4 separate regions of the Mus musculus genome follow, and all the other regions are linked to region 2. A link is a contact called in public HiChIP or PLAC-seq data. All regions are on one chromosome and are shown on one strand. Each heading gives the region's core, a stretch centred on a gene start, on an enhancer-like site or on the middle of the called end of the contact. The rest is flanking DNA. Distances are from core to core; before and after follow the strand shown.

Evidence for each region. HiChIP or PLAC-seq counts read pairs in DNA pulled down with a chosen protein or histone mark.
Region 1: a contact with region 2 is called in an HNF4G HiChIP or PLAC-seq map of pancreatic cancer cells. The contact joins the promoter of Wbp1 here to the enhancer-like site in region 2. A contact is called at or near these places in 1 of 39 promoter capture datasets (cranial neural crest), 2 of 115 datasets of contacts at active chromatin or transcription factors (pancreatic cancer cells and stem cell-derived neural progenitor cells) and 1 of 9 other capture datasets (adipose tissue).
Region 3: a contact with region 2 is called in a FOXA1 HiChIP or PLAC-seq map of pancreatic cancer cells. The contact joins the promoter of Pcgf1 here to the enhancer-like site in region 2. A contact is called at or near these places in 4 of 39 promoter capture datasets (the 3T3-L1 cell line, 3T3-L1-derived adipocytes, embryonic stem cells and 1 more), 4 of 484 Hi-C or Micro-C datasets (embryonic fibroblasts, embryonic stem cells, group 2 innate lymphoid cells and 1 more), 3 of 115 datasets of contacts at active chromatin or transcription factors (bone marrow-derived macrophages, embryonic stem cells and pancreatic cancer cells) and 1 of 9 other capture datasets (adipose tissue).
Region 4: an HNF4G HiChIP or PLAC-seq map of pancreatic cancer cells shows a contact between it and region 2. The contact joins the promoter of Dqx1 here to the enhancer-like site in region 2. A contact is called at or near these places in 3 of 484 Hi-C or Micro-C datasets (the N1E-115 cell line, embryonic fibroblasts and group 2 innate lymphoid cells), 3 of 115 datasets of contacts at active chromatin or transcription factors (bone marrow-derived macrophages, embryonic stem cells and pancreatic cancer cells) and 1 of 9 other capture datasets (pancreatic islet).

What each region holds. Positions count from the first base shown.
Region 1 is chr6:83,120,024-83,122,891 of GRCm38.p6, forward strand. It overlaps Wbp1 (WW domain binding protein 1), which reads right to left and starts at 1,438. Exons shown (of 5, transcript NM_016757.2): 1 at 1,180-1,438; 2 at 749-853; 3 at 162-264; 4 at 1-21. The coding sequence starts at 1,248. Ino80b (INO80 complex subunit B) reads right to left here. Exons shown (of 5, transcript NM_023547.2): 5 at 1,742-2,341. The coding sequence ends at 1,805.
Region 2 is chr6:82,890,232-82,893,461 of GRCm38.p6, forward strand. No RefSeq gene overlaps it. Among named protein-coding and RNA genes, the nearest start is that of 2310069B03Rik, 10 kb to the left of the region's middle. Within about 2 kb of position 1,485, at least 31 of the 459 cell types and tissues checked have an H3K27ac peak or open chromatin away from gene starts, as enhancers often do. A contact at or near this core is called in pancreatic cancer cells, where this site is marked.
Region 3 is chr6:83,076,562-83,079,645 of GRCm38.p6, forward strand. Pcgf1 (polycomb group ring finger 1) reads left to right here and starts at 1,829. Exons shown (of 9, transcript NM_197992.1): 1 at 1,829-1,917; 2 at 2,334-2,439; 3 at 2,555-2,707; 4 at 2,873-2,944; 5 at 3,079-3,084. The coding sequence starts at 1,861.
Region 4 is chr6:83,056,281-83,059,460 of GRCm38.p6, forward strand. Dqx1 (DEAQ RNA-dependent ATPase) reads left to right here and starts at 1,564. Exons shown (of 12, transcript NM_033606.3): 1 at 1,564-1,859; 2 at 2,150-2,455; 3 at 2,637-2,830; 4 at 3,159-3,180. The coding sequence starts at 2,228. It overlaps Aup1 (ancient ubiquitous protein 1), which reads left to right. Exons shown (of 12, transcript NM_007517.4): 7 at 88-154; 8 at 262-364; 9 at 479-598; 10 at 698-813; 11 at 996-1,114; 12 at 1,218-1,402. The coding sequence ends at 1,254.

The sequences.
Region 1 (2,868 bases), core at 188-2,687, 230 kb after region 2:
CAGTCCAAAGCAGCCAGAACCCTGCAGGAGGCAAAGAGGGCACAACTCAGACCACCACCCCAGACTCCAGCCCTAAGCAGAGAAGGGTCTTTGGTAGCTGAGTTCAGAAATCCAAGGGAGGATGGGCATGGAACCTGAGATGGATCCCTTTGAAGACTCACACCAGAGTTCATAGTAGTAGGTGCAGCAGCCAGTCTCCCCACAGCAATGACCAGTCTCACAGAGGTAGGGCTGGGTATTCACTCCTGGGCACAGCTCTCGAAGCTGGAGGCAAGGAGGCACTAAGAACCAGGGGCTTCTACCCAAGGCCCTGTCCACCCCCACCTCCTGCACGCACATACAGTCCCACCCACGAGCCGACCTAGCTTGGAAGGATGGCATGGGATGCTAAAAGGAGGGTCTATATGTAGGGCTATCAGTATGGAAGATTTAAAATGCCAGAAACTAGTGAGAAAGTAAAGTGTAAATACAGAGAAAGTGATATCAGTTCTTTAAACCCAATACTTTTCTCACAGAAGCCTGGCCCCAAGGGTGGTTTTTTGTAGGCTAATGTTTTAAAAGAAACAAAACATAGTGTGACAATGGGTAGGAATTTAAGGCCATTTCCAAAGCTAAAAAGCTTTCAACATCTCCCACCCCAAAGGTCTGCCTCCCACACCCCCAAGATGGTTTTTTTTTTCCACCCCTGGGTCTCAAGCTCCCTGGGGTAGAGGAGGCACAGTGTGAGACCCAGAGCAGTGCTCCCAACCAGATGGGATTGCTGTGGATGATAAAGGATGGTATCCAGGGCGCGAGTCTGGGTTCCAGCTCGTCTCCAAATTGCTCCCTCAAGAGAAGATGCTGCCGGACTCTGCTGTGACAATAGGCACAGAGAAAAACATCACAAATAACTGCTGCAAGACAGAGGGAACCTCCCTGGGGGTTTCACTACGCCTCTGGTAACTGGAGAGCCACTGCAGGCTTGCATTGCAACCATGAGATGGGGTCTAAGAGGGTGCAGGTAAAGTCAACTGCATCTACGTAATAAGTCTAGACAAAGAGTAGAATGGTCATGTTCAGGAACTTCAGAGTACCTTTGGCTCCATGAGCTCCTCCCCCACCCCGGACAGGAAGTGACAGGAAAGGGGAAAGAGAAATAAATGGCTGTAGTGAGATAAGCTTTTAGAGCTGCTGGGATACCTGCTGTTGCGGCGCCTGAAGTGACCCCCAGGCCTCTTCGCTGCTGTTCCTGCTGCTGGCCCGAGCCATGCCTCCACCTACAGACCCCTGAAGACCACAGCCTCCTCCACCGCCAGCTGCCCCGCCCCTGCCACCTCTGCCGCCACTTCCATGGTCCCTGCCCGGCCCATCGCCACCGGTGCCACCATCACTCCGCGGCCGGAGCTCCCGGCCGGGGAGAGCACCTCCAGAGGACACAGTTGCTCAGTCCAGCCAATCAGAATCGCTAACTAACAGATCAGCCAATAGGAACCGGTCACAGGTTTCTCCTTTTGCCCAATCCGCAGCGGCGCCTGTGCCGCTCTCCCAGACAACAAGAACTCACACAGACAAAGACAGGGGAAAGGCTCGACCAAATGCCTGACTGACAGCAACAATAGCCAGTACGGACAACAGAACAAGCTTTGACTTATCGGCCAATGAACGGCCGTTCAGCACAAAAATTTTCGCCGATTGGCTGAATGACTTTACACACTCAGGTTCAGACTCCGCCGGCTTCCCACTCCAGCAATTCGATACAAGCTGAGGCACTGTACGAAATTTAATAGGGTGGGGGAGACAGCAGGAATGTGGCGTGGGAGAGGTCTTAGGTGGCCAGGAGTGGGGACCCCGGGCCCTCGGGCCCTCCCAGCCGTAGCTGCAGGTTGATGCGGTAGCACTGTAGGCTGCAAAGGGCCTGGCCGGTGCGGGAGCAGGCATAACGACGCGGGTGGGGGCAGCCGGGGACAGAGCATCGTGGAGCGGGGCCCGATGGGGCAGGCCGCTGTGCCACCGCCGTGGGTGTGGGAACGCCGGGAGGAAAAGACAAGGTGGAGCCCTGTGCCCCGCTGCAGTAGCGCACCATGGGTGCAGGGGCCGGGGCAGCAGCCCGTCCTCCGCGCCGCTCGCCCCGCGCCGCCCCGCGCCCTCCACGCCCGCTAGGAGCGGCCGTCTTGGTGAGGCGCTCAATTGTCTGATTTTTGTGCTCCTCGGCCCTCCTCGCCGCCTGCAGCCGCCGCTTCCGTGCACGCTCCTCACGCTTCAGCAGCATCTCTTCGGTGAGGGCAGGGGCAGGGCAGCCCCCACCCACTGGCAGAGGCAGAGTCGGGGACGGCTGGCTCCGCGCCTTCTGGAGGAGGGCTCGCTGGGGAAAGAGACAGAGGATGTCTGAGAACCAAATGGCGAGGTTTTTGGGGTCACCCACCCCTATTTTCGTTTGTTTTTGTTTCGAGGCGGTCTCACTATATAACTTTGGCTGCCCTGTAAGTCACTATGTAGACCAGGCCAGCCTGGAGCTCACACTCTTGCCTCTGTTCCCTAGGTGCTGGGATCAAATGCTTGTGCCACTGTCCCCATCTTTAGGGACCCTTAATACCACACTTCTCTTCCCAGGGTTCCTGCCTCTCACTCAGGTCCAAAGGAGGAAACAAAAGTATGGTACCCTGCCTGCCCCTTGTGTAGGTTTTTGTTGTTGCTGTTATTTTAAATAGTATCTCAGGAAAAAACATCAACTTGGATTTGGCTCAAACCAAAAAGAATTACCCTGGATTCCTTTTTTCTCCCACTAAGTAGCTACTTCCGTCATACATCCAGGCTTCAGTGCAGGTTTCTCTATTCCTTTTACTACTTTCTTCTGGACTCGGGCCATCACCAGCTCTCCCAGTTTCCACA
Region 2 (3,230 bases), core at 235-2,734:
TTGAAAGCTACACAGCCCAAAGAAGATCAAAGTTAAACTGCAGAATGGGAGTGGAGGAAAGGGGTCCCAAGTATTGATAGAGCACCTCAATTCCTACCCAGCCCACCCGGGGTCAGCTTTCTGTACTTGACCCCAGAGACCTGACACTCACAGAGGCCCAAAGGATGAATCTGTTTCCTGATGCTCACATCCTGGCCTTCTTCTCCCAGCTAAAGTGGACACTAGGAGGCTAAGAGTGTAGCTTAGGGGGAGGATACTCTACATGCTCGGCATGTATGAAGTCCTGGCTTCAGTTCTGGAGATACAGTTAAATAAAATGGATACTAGGAACTGAACATTCCAAGAACCATTTTCATCTGGGTACCACCTTCAGGGCTCGTGGGTTGCTGAGGAGGACTCAAAACCTCAGGTCACATTGGGATTTGACCCTACCACTAACAAAGAGATACAAAGACCCGCAGTGTCCCTTTTCATCAGCATCTCACAGGAGGGTCAATCCAGGCGAGCCCATGCTTTCCTCAGTTCCCATGAATCAGTGCTCTGGAAGCAAACGCTGTTATTGAGACTCTGGAAGCTCAGTTATTAATAGAGCCAAAGACCGGGCTTTACTTGAAAGACAGGTACCCTGTCCACCCAGTGCTGACCAGGCCATGGGATGGGGGGAGTACTGAAGTTGTTGCGGGTGGTTTTCTGCTCTTCTTAGTGCCCCCTAATGACAGCATCTCCCAGGAAAAGGTCAAAGTTAGCCTTTCATTCTGGTCCTTGCAACGCCCAGGGCTTCCCAGCAGCTGGCAGAGGAGGGTGGGCCAGGGAAGCTTGCTTTACTGATTCTCTGTTGAGACCCACTCCTTCCATGCCTGATGCTTTTCCAAACCACTCTTGTCAACATACCTTGGCGACTTTGCAGCTTCCCTAACCTTCCAGAGCCTTGTTTGTCTCCATCAGTCGCTACCATAATGCCTTCTTTGTTCCATGGGCACTTGCGCACCTTATGCACATCTGGATTGCTGAAATATTGGAGCTGGGGGTGGGGCGGTGATGATTTGAGATGTAGTTCTTGCCTACAGACCAAGTGCTTGCCTACCTATTGTACGACAGACTTTTCATGGAAGGACACCAAGACACTCATCTATTCACCCCAGAGAGGGAGGCCATGGCAGATCAAAGTAACGACTGTAGCAACATCCAATTTGGTAAAAAGTAAGTTTTTACAGGAGTTACTATCAGGACTGTGGGTGAGGGGGTCACTTATAAAGAGCAGGGATCACTCAGAAGCAGCCGCATCACCAGAAAGCCCACCCCAACATGGGTGACCTGTCCCCATAGCTGCAACCCTGGAGCTCTCTGTGCATCCTGGGGCACTTCAGCAGCTCAATCTCCAGACACTGCGCATGGGGCTGAGCCGTAAGCATCCTTCAGACTTGTGTGCTCCCAGGCATGTGACCTTTCGTTGCCCTCCTGGAGAAAGTATTTGCTCAGAGGGCGTGTTGCCACTTTGCTGCTGCGTTTCTTTTACAGGATAATAGCAGTGGGTTTTCCCCTAAGGTGGCATAGGCCTGACCCACTTCCTTCTGCAGGAAATAGAAAGGGGAAAGGTTGTTGGTGCCCAATTGGTTCTTTTCCCCTTTTCCTTAAAGTCTGGGCCCCATCCCATGGGAAGGGATCACTCTGTTCAAGGTGGGCTTTCTCCCCCAGTTAATCCTCTTTGGAAAAACTCTGTCTCTCTCCCCGTCTCTCTGTGACTGTGTGCATGTCCGTCTGTCTCTCTTCTCTCTCTGTCTTTTCTCTTCATCTATATCCCTCTCTCATACAGACACACAAAATGGGCTTCATTAATGACCTGCTTGTGTATATTTGTATTTTATCATTTAATTTTTTGTGTGTTTTGTTTTAAGATTTATTTTATTGTATGTGTGTGACTGTTCTGCATGCGTGTATGTCTATGTGTGGGCCTGGTACCCATGGAGGTCAGAAAAGGGCCTGAAATACCCTGAAACTGGAGTTTATGGATGGCTAACCATAAACTGCCGTGTGGGTTCTGGGAAGTAAGCTCTGGTCCTCTCCACGGGCATCTGTTGAACCATGGAGCTCTCTCTCTAGCCCCTGCTAAGCTGTGTGTCTGTCTGGTGTCCTCTTGCTTGGGCTGCAGCCTTGTTGATGGATTGTATGTTGATGAGGACTGACCTGCTCTCACCACCCTGAGAAGACATTTATGATGATTACTTTTGATTGTCGACTTGACTGACTTAACGGCCAACTAAGGTTGTGCGTGATGGCACATACATTTAACCCCAGCACCCGGGAGGCAGAGATAGGTAGATTTCTGTGAAATTTGAGGATAGGGGGATCTATGTAGTGAGTTCCACACTAGCCAGGGCTATAGTGTGAGACTCTGTCTCAAAATCAAATCAAAACAAAAACAAAACTAACTAAAAGGAAAAACAAACAAAAAACTGGGCTGGAGAACTGGAGGGTCACAACCACCTGTAACTCCCATTCCAAGGGGTCTTCTGCCCTCTACAGGCCTCCATGGACACTGCACTCACACACACAGCAAGAAAGACACACACAAACACACACAATTTTACAAAATAATAATGAATTCTTGAAAGGAGAAAGAGAGAGAGATGTTGGCACAGAAGTGTCAGAAACTTCTCGATTGCCCCCACACTTGGCTCGTGGGATCCTGCTGGGCATTCCATGAACACGCGTGAGCAGTCACCACTGTTTGGTGGCTGGCATGGTTAACCCCATAGACTGATTCTGAGATTCTCGTTTGCACAGGCTTCCATAAATGCACAAAGTACCTAGAACGGTCTTCTTCTTAAGGTTGAAATCACAGCCTGGACTACCACTTGCTTCTGGTATCTCTTCTATACTGATGCTAAGTTCCTTTGACCTGAAGCAGGTGATGTCAGTCTCATTGCAAGGACTGCCCAGTGCCCTTTCTCCTCATATTCTGAGCACAGAATGCGCTGCCCTTGCTCATGACCCATTCAGGACTCATCCCCGCCCTCCACTCTTCGTGAACCTGGGGAGTATGGAGATGCGGCACACAGAGGAGGAGAAGAGGGCTTCAAAAGGCCTGGCCAGTTGGTATGAGATGTCTGAAATGTGTTTACTGGTCAGGGAGGAGTTGTGGAAGAGGTAGGTATCATTAAAATACATTGTCATTGTATGAAATTCTCAACGAATGAATAAAGACACTGTCTTTTTTAAAAGTACTAACT
Region 3 (3,084 bases), core at 579-3,078, 190 kb after region 2:
GCTATGTAGCCTAGGATGGCCCTGCACTCCTGATCCCCTAAGCTTGTGCCATTTTTTTTTTTAACAGTTTTTTGTTTTTTTCGAGACAGGGTTTCTCTATAGCCCTAGCTATACAGTGCTGGGATTAAAGGTGTGCGCCACCATGCCCTGCTTTTTTTTTTTTTTTTTTTTTTTTTTCTTCTGAGACAGGGTTTCCCTGTGTAGCCCTGGATGTCCTGGAACTCACTCTGTAAACCAGGCTGGCCTTGAACTCAAAAAACCGGCTGCCTCTGCCTCCCAAGTGTTCGGATTAAAGGCGTGTGCCACCACTGCCCAGCTGGAACTCACTTTTAACAGTTTTCTTGAGGTCTAATTTATGATACGCTGCAAGTTGCAAGTATTTAAAGTGTATACTGTAATTGGTTTTGCCCCATGTACATGTCCACTAAACTAGCACCACCATCAACATGAGAAACACATCATCAAAAACGTGTGTTCTTTGTAACCTATGATCAGAATCACTTTGCCATGCTGTGGGAAGAAAGGTCTAAAGAGGGAACGATATAGACATGGGCAAGCAGTCAAGACCTGCAGTGGCTCAGAGGTGACTAGGTGGCCTGGGCCAGGAAGGTAAACCATAGCTGTATGTAGTCGATTAACAAGTCTTTAATACTTTCCTGACGCTTATGTACTACCACTTATGGGGTAACAGACATACACTCCTTTCTGTGAGGTTCCTGTTACCTTCAACCTAATTATTCCAGTTCTTTTAGACCCCATTCCTTCCATTGGGGCTCTCAATCCACACCTGTTTCTTTGGTCGTTCCTCTTCACACTGCCTTTTTTTTCTATTTCCATCACATTTATACCTCTCGTGCATCCATTTGTCAATCATGCCCACACAAGAGTCCCAATTTTCTCCAGAGAGCCTTTCAAGTTTCCGCCAGTCTCTCCCCTCTCACTCGAATCTCCAGTTGTACTCGATGCTAATAACGCTTCAGAGTAAATTTATTCTTTTAAAATTCCGCCGTAGGGACCCAGTGATGACAGTGTACCAGACCCGGGAACCCCTGTGTCCTCCCCAAGTGCGGGCCCGGGCCTATGCTACTGCAGGCACTCGCTGCCCAAGTCTCCTCGCTGTCAATCCTCCCCTCCTCCTTCGGCATCTGCTCTGCATTAGTCTGTCCCAGGCCTCCGCAGGCGCCGATGATTAAATCATCATCATTAGCCAGGGCCTATTCTCCCCATCCTCGGCAGCAGGGAGAGAGTGGGGAGTAAGAGCTCCCGGTTCCCCGGGGGGTCTCTCCCTCTCCACCCCGCCCAGGGCACCCTCTCCCAGACTTCGCGAGCCCGGAAAAAACTCCCGCGGCGCAGACGGGAGAAGGCCCGCGGCTGGGACGCAGCTCCGCAACGCGGACGCCGCAGCGGAGCAGGACTGCACTGTATAGAGAGGACCCCGGGTCGGAGGCGAGGTCGGGTCCCAGGACTCCCACACTCCGGAGCTGTAGCGGCGGGCGATAGCCCGGCTTCGGGGTCCCAGGGCACACAGGCTCTCTTAGCACAAGCTACCGAAGTTGATCCAGAGGTTGTGTGCGCGCCGTTGGAAGGACGCCCGTGGGAGCGTGCACCGCAGAGACCCTGCTTCACTCAACCCCCCTCCATAACGACCACCGATTGTTGGGGGGGCAGCGGGCTCAGGTGAGCACACGGGGAGCTAAAGAGGGGGCGAGGGCGGGGTGTGCCGGAAAACTAGCCAATCCGGAGAATGTGAGGCCCTCGTTGCTAGGAGACAAGTCCCGCCCCGCAGGCGGTACCGGAAGTGGCGGGCTGGGATCAGCCTTTAAGATGGCGTCTCCTCAGGGGGGCCAGATTGCGATCGCGATGAGGCTTCGGAACCAGCTCCAGTCAGTGTACAAGATGGACCCACTACGGAACGAGGTGCAGGGGCAGCGGGATGACTGCTGGGGTCCGTTAGCTGTGTGAACCCAAACGAAGGAGAGGACGGGTGGCGGCGGGATGGGCGCCCAGTGCGCTTGCGCAGCCACGGGGTGCGCGATACGCACGCGCGATTCTGGCCGAGTTGCCAAACGCTGGACTTGGACGCTTGCGCGTTGTGTCTCCGACAGCGTCTGGTCTCCCGAGGGAAAAAAGAGAGTCAGGCGGGTCCGCGAAAAGAGAGCACCCGCTGTGCGCGGAGCCCTCTGCTGGGCGAAGGGGGAGCTCACTCCCCCGTCTCTTCTCGGGGGCCAGACGACCCAGTCCAATAACAAACTGCTCTGTTGCTGGGAATTGCAGAAGGTGAGATGGGGTGGGCTTGCAAGACCAGTGGGGAGTGACTGAGGGTGTGTCCACAGGAGGAGGTCCGGGTGAAGATCAAAGACCTGAATGAACACATCGTTTGCTGCCTGTGCGCGGGCTACTTCGTGGATGCCACCACCATCACAGAGTGTCTCCACACCTGTGAGTGTCCCGGATCCTGTCTCTCCTCTTCCAAGCTGGCTGCCAGCCTCTGTGCTGCCTGTCCCATGTGTCGGGTTCCCAAGGGACCTGAGCATCTTCGTTTCTCCTCTTACAGTCTGCAAAAGTTGTATCGTGAAGTACCTGCAAACCAGCAAGTACTGCCCCATGTGCAACATCAAGATCCACGAGACGCAGCCGTTGCTCAATCTCAAACTGGATCGGGTCATGCAGGACATAGTGTATAAGCTAGTGCCAGGCTTGCAAGACAGTGAGTGGCCACCTTATATTTGTGGGGCCTCCTGACTCTAATGCTGGGTGGCACCTTGACGTTTTGTTCCCAACAGTTTTGTTGGGAATCAAAAAAATACAAAGATAAAGAGGTCAACAGCCAAAACAAAGAGAATTAATATGGCTGCCCTTCACCCCTCCTTAGGTGAAGAGAAACGGATTCGGGAATTCTATCAGTCCCGAGGCTTAGACAGAGTCTCCCAGCCCAGTGGTGAAGGTATGTCCTTGGTGCTCATTTGGGGGAGGGGGGCAATTAAAGCCCTCAGAGCATCTCTTTTGCCTGGTTTTGCTCTCTGGGGAGAAGAGGGTATGGAACCTGTACCAGCCTCCTCAATATCTACTTTTCCTCAGAGCCAG
Region 4 (3,180 bases), core at 314-2,813, 170 kb after region 2:
CTCCCCACCACTGTTCCAAGATAAATGGGGAAGGGCCATACCCTTAGCCCCTGTCGACTTAACAGGGCAGGGCTCTGGTTTTTGTAGGTGGCTTCATCCCATTCGTCGACAGCTAGGGGAAGAGAGTGAGGAGTTTGCGCTCCGTGTACAACAGGTGGTAGTGAACAGGGGTGTGGTGGAAGTGGGGGGGTCCCTCCCTCCTGGGGAGAAGGGGAAGAAGACCTGACGAGGCTACAGCTATAACCTTCCAATTCTCCCTAGCTGGTGGCCAAAGAATTGGGCCAGATAGGGACACGGCTCACTCCAGCAGACAAAGCAGAACACATGAAGCGACAAAGACACCCCAGATTACGCCCCCAGTCAGGTGTGTGATCTGGGCACAAAGATGCTTGCTGCGCTTGGTGGTTTTGCTTCCCTCCTTACGCGTGTCTGCCTCTCTCAGTAATCCACTCACCTCATTTTTTTTTCTTTTAAACAGTGCAGTCTTCTTTTCCTTCTCCTCCCAGCCCTTCTTCTGATGTGCAGCTGACCACTCTCGCTCACAGAGTCAAGGAGGTTCTGCCCCATGTGCCATTGAATGTCATCCAGAGAGACCTGGGTATGGGAAAGGGTAGCATCACAGAATGGCAGACACAGGAAAATGGGTCTCAACAGAGAAGGGGTACAGGGAGTGGACACTCTGCCCCTCTCTTCCCAGCCAGGACTGGGTGTGTAGACTTGACCATCACAAACCTGCTCGAGGGGGCTGTGGCTTTCATGCCTGAAGATGTCACTGAGGGATCTCAGTCCCCGCCTGCACCCTCTGCCCCAAAGGTGAGACCTGGAGTAGTCAAGGCCAAGACTTAAGGGCAGGTCTGGGCAGTCTCTGCTCCCTCTCCCTGACTTCTCGCCTTGATGTTGAGACCCTAGCACAGTGCCTCTCTTGCAAAGTAGGCATTCGATGGGTGTATAATGATGATGACTTCGCAAGCCCTCTGACATTGTGATCACCTCAGTTCCCCAGCTCGGGCCTGGCGACCCCTCAGCCCACAGCCCTAACGTTTGCCAAGTCTTCCTGGGCCCGTCAGGAGAGCCTGCAGGAGCGCAAGCAGGCACTGTATGAATATGCAAGAAGGTGAGAGGGTTAGAGGACAATATGTGAGAAAGAACAAGTTGGAGAAAGGCCTGATGAAGCTGATGTGACAAAGCCTATACACTCTCTCCCCCATGTCCCACAGGAGATTCAGAGAGAGACAGGCCCAGGAGGCTGAATGAGCCCAAAGGAACAGGATGGTACCCAGAGCCGCAGGACGGAGACTGGGGGCAGCCCTCACCCAGCTAACAACAGGCCGGATGAGTGGGTGGTAAAAAGGGAGGGATGGGGCTCCCCCAATCTCACATTAAATTCAGGGTTTTCACTCAAGGTCTCTGTTGCCTCTTTGGGTTTCAAAAGCCCCTTGAGCAGGTTTCTTTTCCTGGGTTGAAGACTACAATATGGGTGAGAATGGTCAAAATGGAACTGTGAAATTACACTAAACTGAAGACAAAACAACTGGATCCCAGCTCAATTATAGTGTAGGCTGTCACTCCAAAACTACAAGTCCCAGAATGCATTTCATGACTATAGTCATATAGGCTCAGTTATACAAGCTCAGGGTGGCATCAGGAACCTGCTTTCCATAGGTTCCTAGCTAAGCTGACCAAGGTGGAGCAAAAGGCCCCTCCCCCCAAAATAAAGCTCTGGGATTGGAGTTTGAGCTCAGCCTCCCGGATGGGGCCGGAATTTACCTTTGTACTCCAGGGAGGCCTGGGTTGGTGTGCCTGGCTGGGTGTGTCCAGAACTGGCTGCCATCCTGACCGTGTCCCAGAGCTGCTGGCAGGTTTGAATCCAGAATCATTAATGGCCCTACCTACTGTCCCCTTCTCTCATCTCCAGATTTCTTACTTTTCCCCACTTGGGCCTTTCCCACAGATGACTGCTTCTTGTAGCTCCTGCTGCCACCGTGGGTCCCTGTGCTAGTCACAGATCTTTACTACTCAGGGATCCCAGCTACAAACAGGGTGAAAGTCCACTGGTGATGTCCTCTTAGAGACACCCAGCACGGTTTCCTGGGAAGGATGGACCCCAAGGCATTCTCCCCTGTGGGATAACGTTGGGGATCAAGCTGAGATGGGAATTCAGTATCAGTCACCAGACCCAAGGCCTTACTGGCTGCCCTGCTTTTCGTAGGTTCTATGAGCAGCCACCATGGCCTCTGGGCTGGCAGAAGAGTCTGAACTGAGTCCTGGGGAGTCTGAGCTGGCTGTGAACCCCTTTGATGGGCTCCCCTTCTCCTCCTGCTACTATGAGCTGCTTGAGCAGCGTAGAGCCCTGCCCATCTGGGCTGCTCGCTTCCTGTTCTTGGAGCATTTGGAGAGTAGCCCCACTGGAGTGGTGCTGGTATCTGGGGACCCTGGCTCTGGCAAGAGCACCCAGGTGGAGGAAGATTCTGGGAGTGGACAAAGGGCAGGGTTAAATGTGCTTTTGCCTGGGTAAAGGAGAGGGGATGTGGGCGAGGCTGACCCACTGGGTGGTAAGGTTCAGGGATCCCAGTTCAGCTGGCCATAGTTGTCTGAGGTTCTCCAGTCCTCTGACACATTCCCTCTCCCTACCCCAGATTCCTCAGTGGTGTGCAGAGTTTGCGCTGGCCAGAGGATTCCAGACAGGACAGGTTACAGTCACTCAGCCCTACCCTCTGGCAGCCATGAGCCTGGCTTCAAGGGTGGCTGATGAGATGGACCTGACCCTGGGTCATGAGATTGGATACAGCATCCCTCAGGAAGACTGTACTGGGCCCAACACCATGCTCAGGTGGGCCATCTGCAGTCTGACCTGAGCTTAACTCCCCCTGTGGAGTGGAGACAAACCCAACTGCCTATTATCTCCTTATACCCTCAGCTCAACCTGCAATGGAGTCATGTGATACAAACCTCACTCCCCTACCACAAGATACAGGATATAGTGCATAAACCAAGTGCTCTCAACAGAGATGTGGGATCACACTTAATGGTCCACAGGCTTAGGACATCTTTTTCTGTCCTTCAGTATCAGAATCTGGGCAACTTGGGGAAAAAAAATACATGGATTTTGGTCTGGTCCATGTCCACACTGACTCCCTGCCCTCTACGAATGCCAACAGGTTTTGCTGGGACAGGCTATTT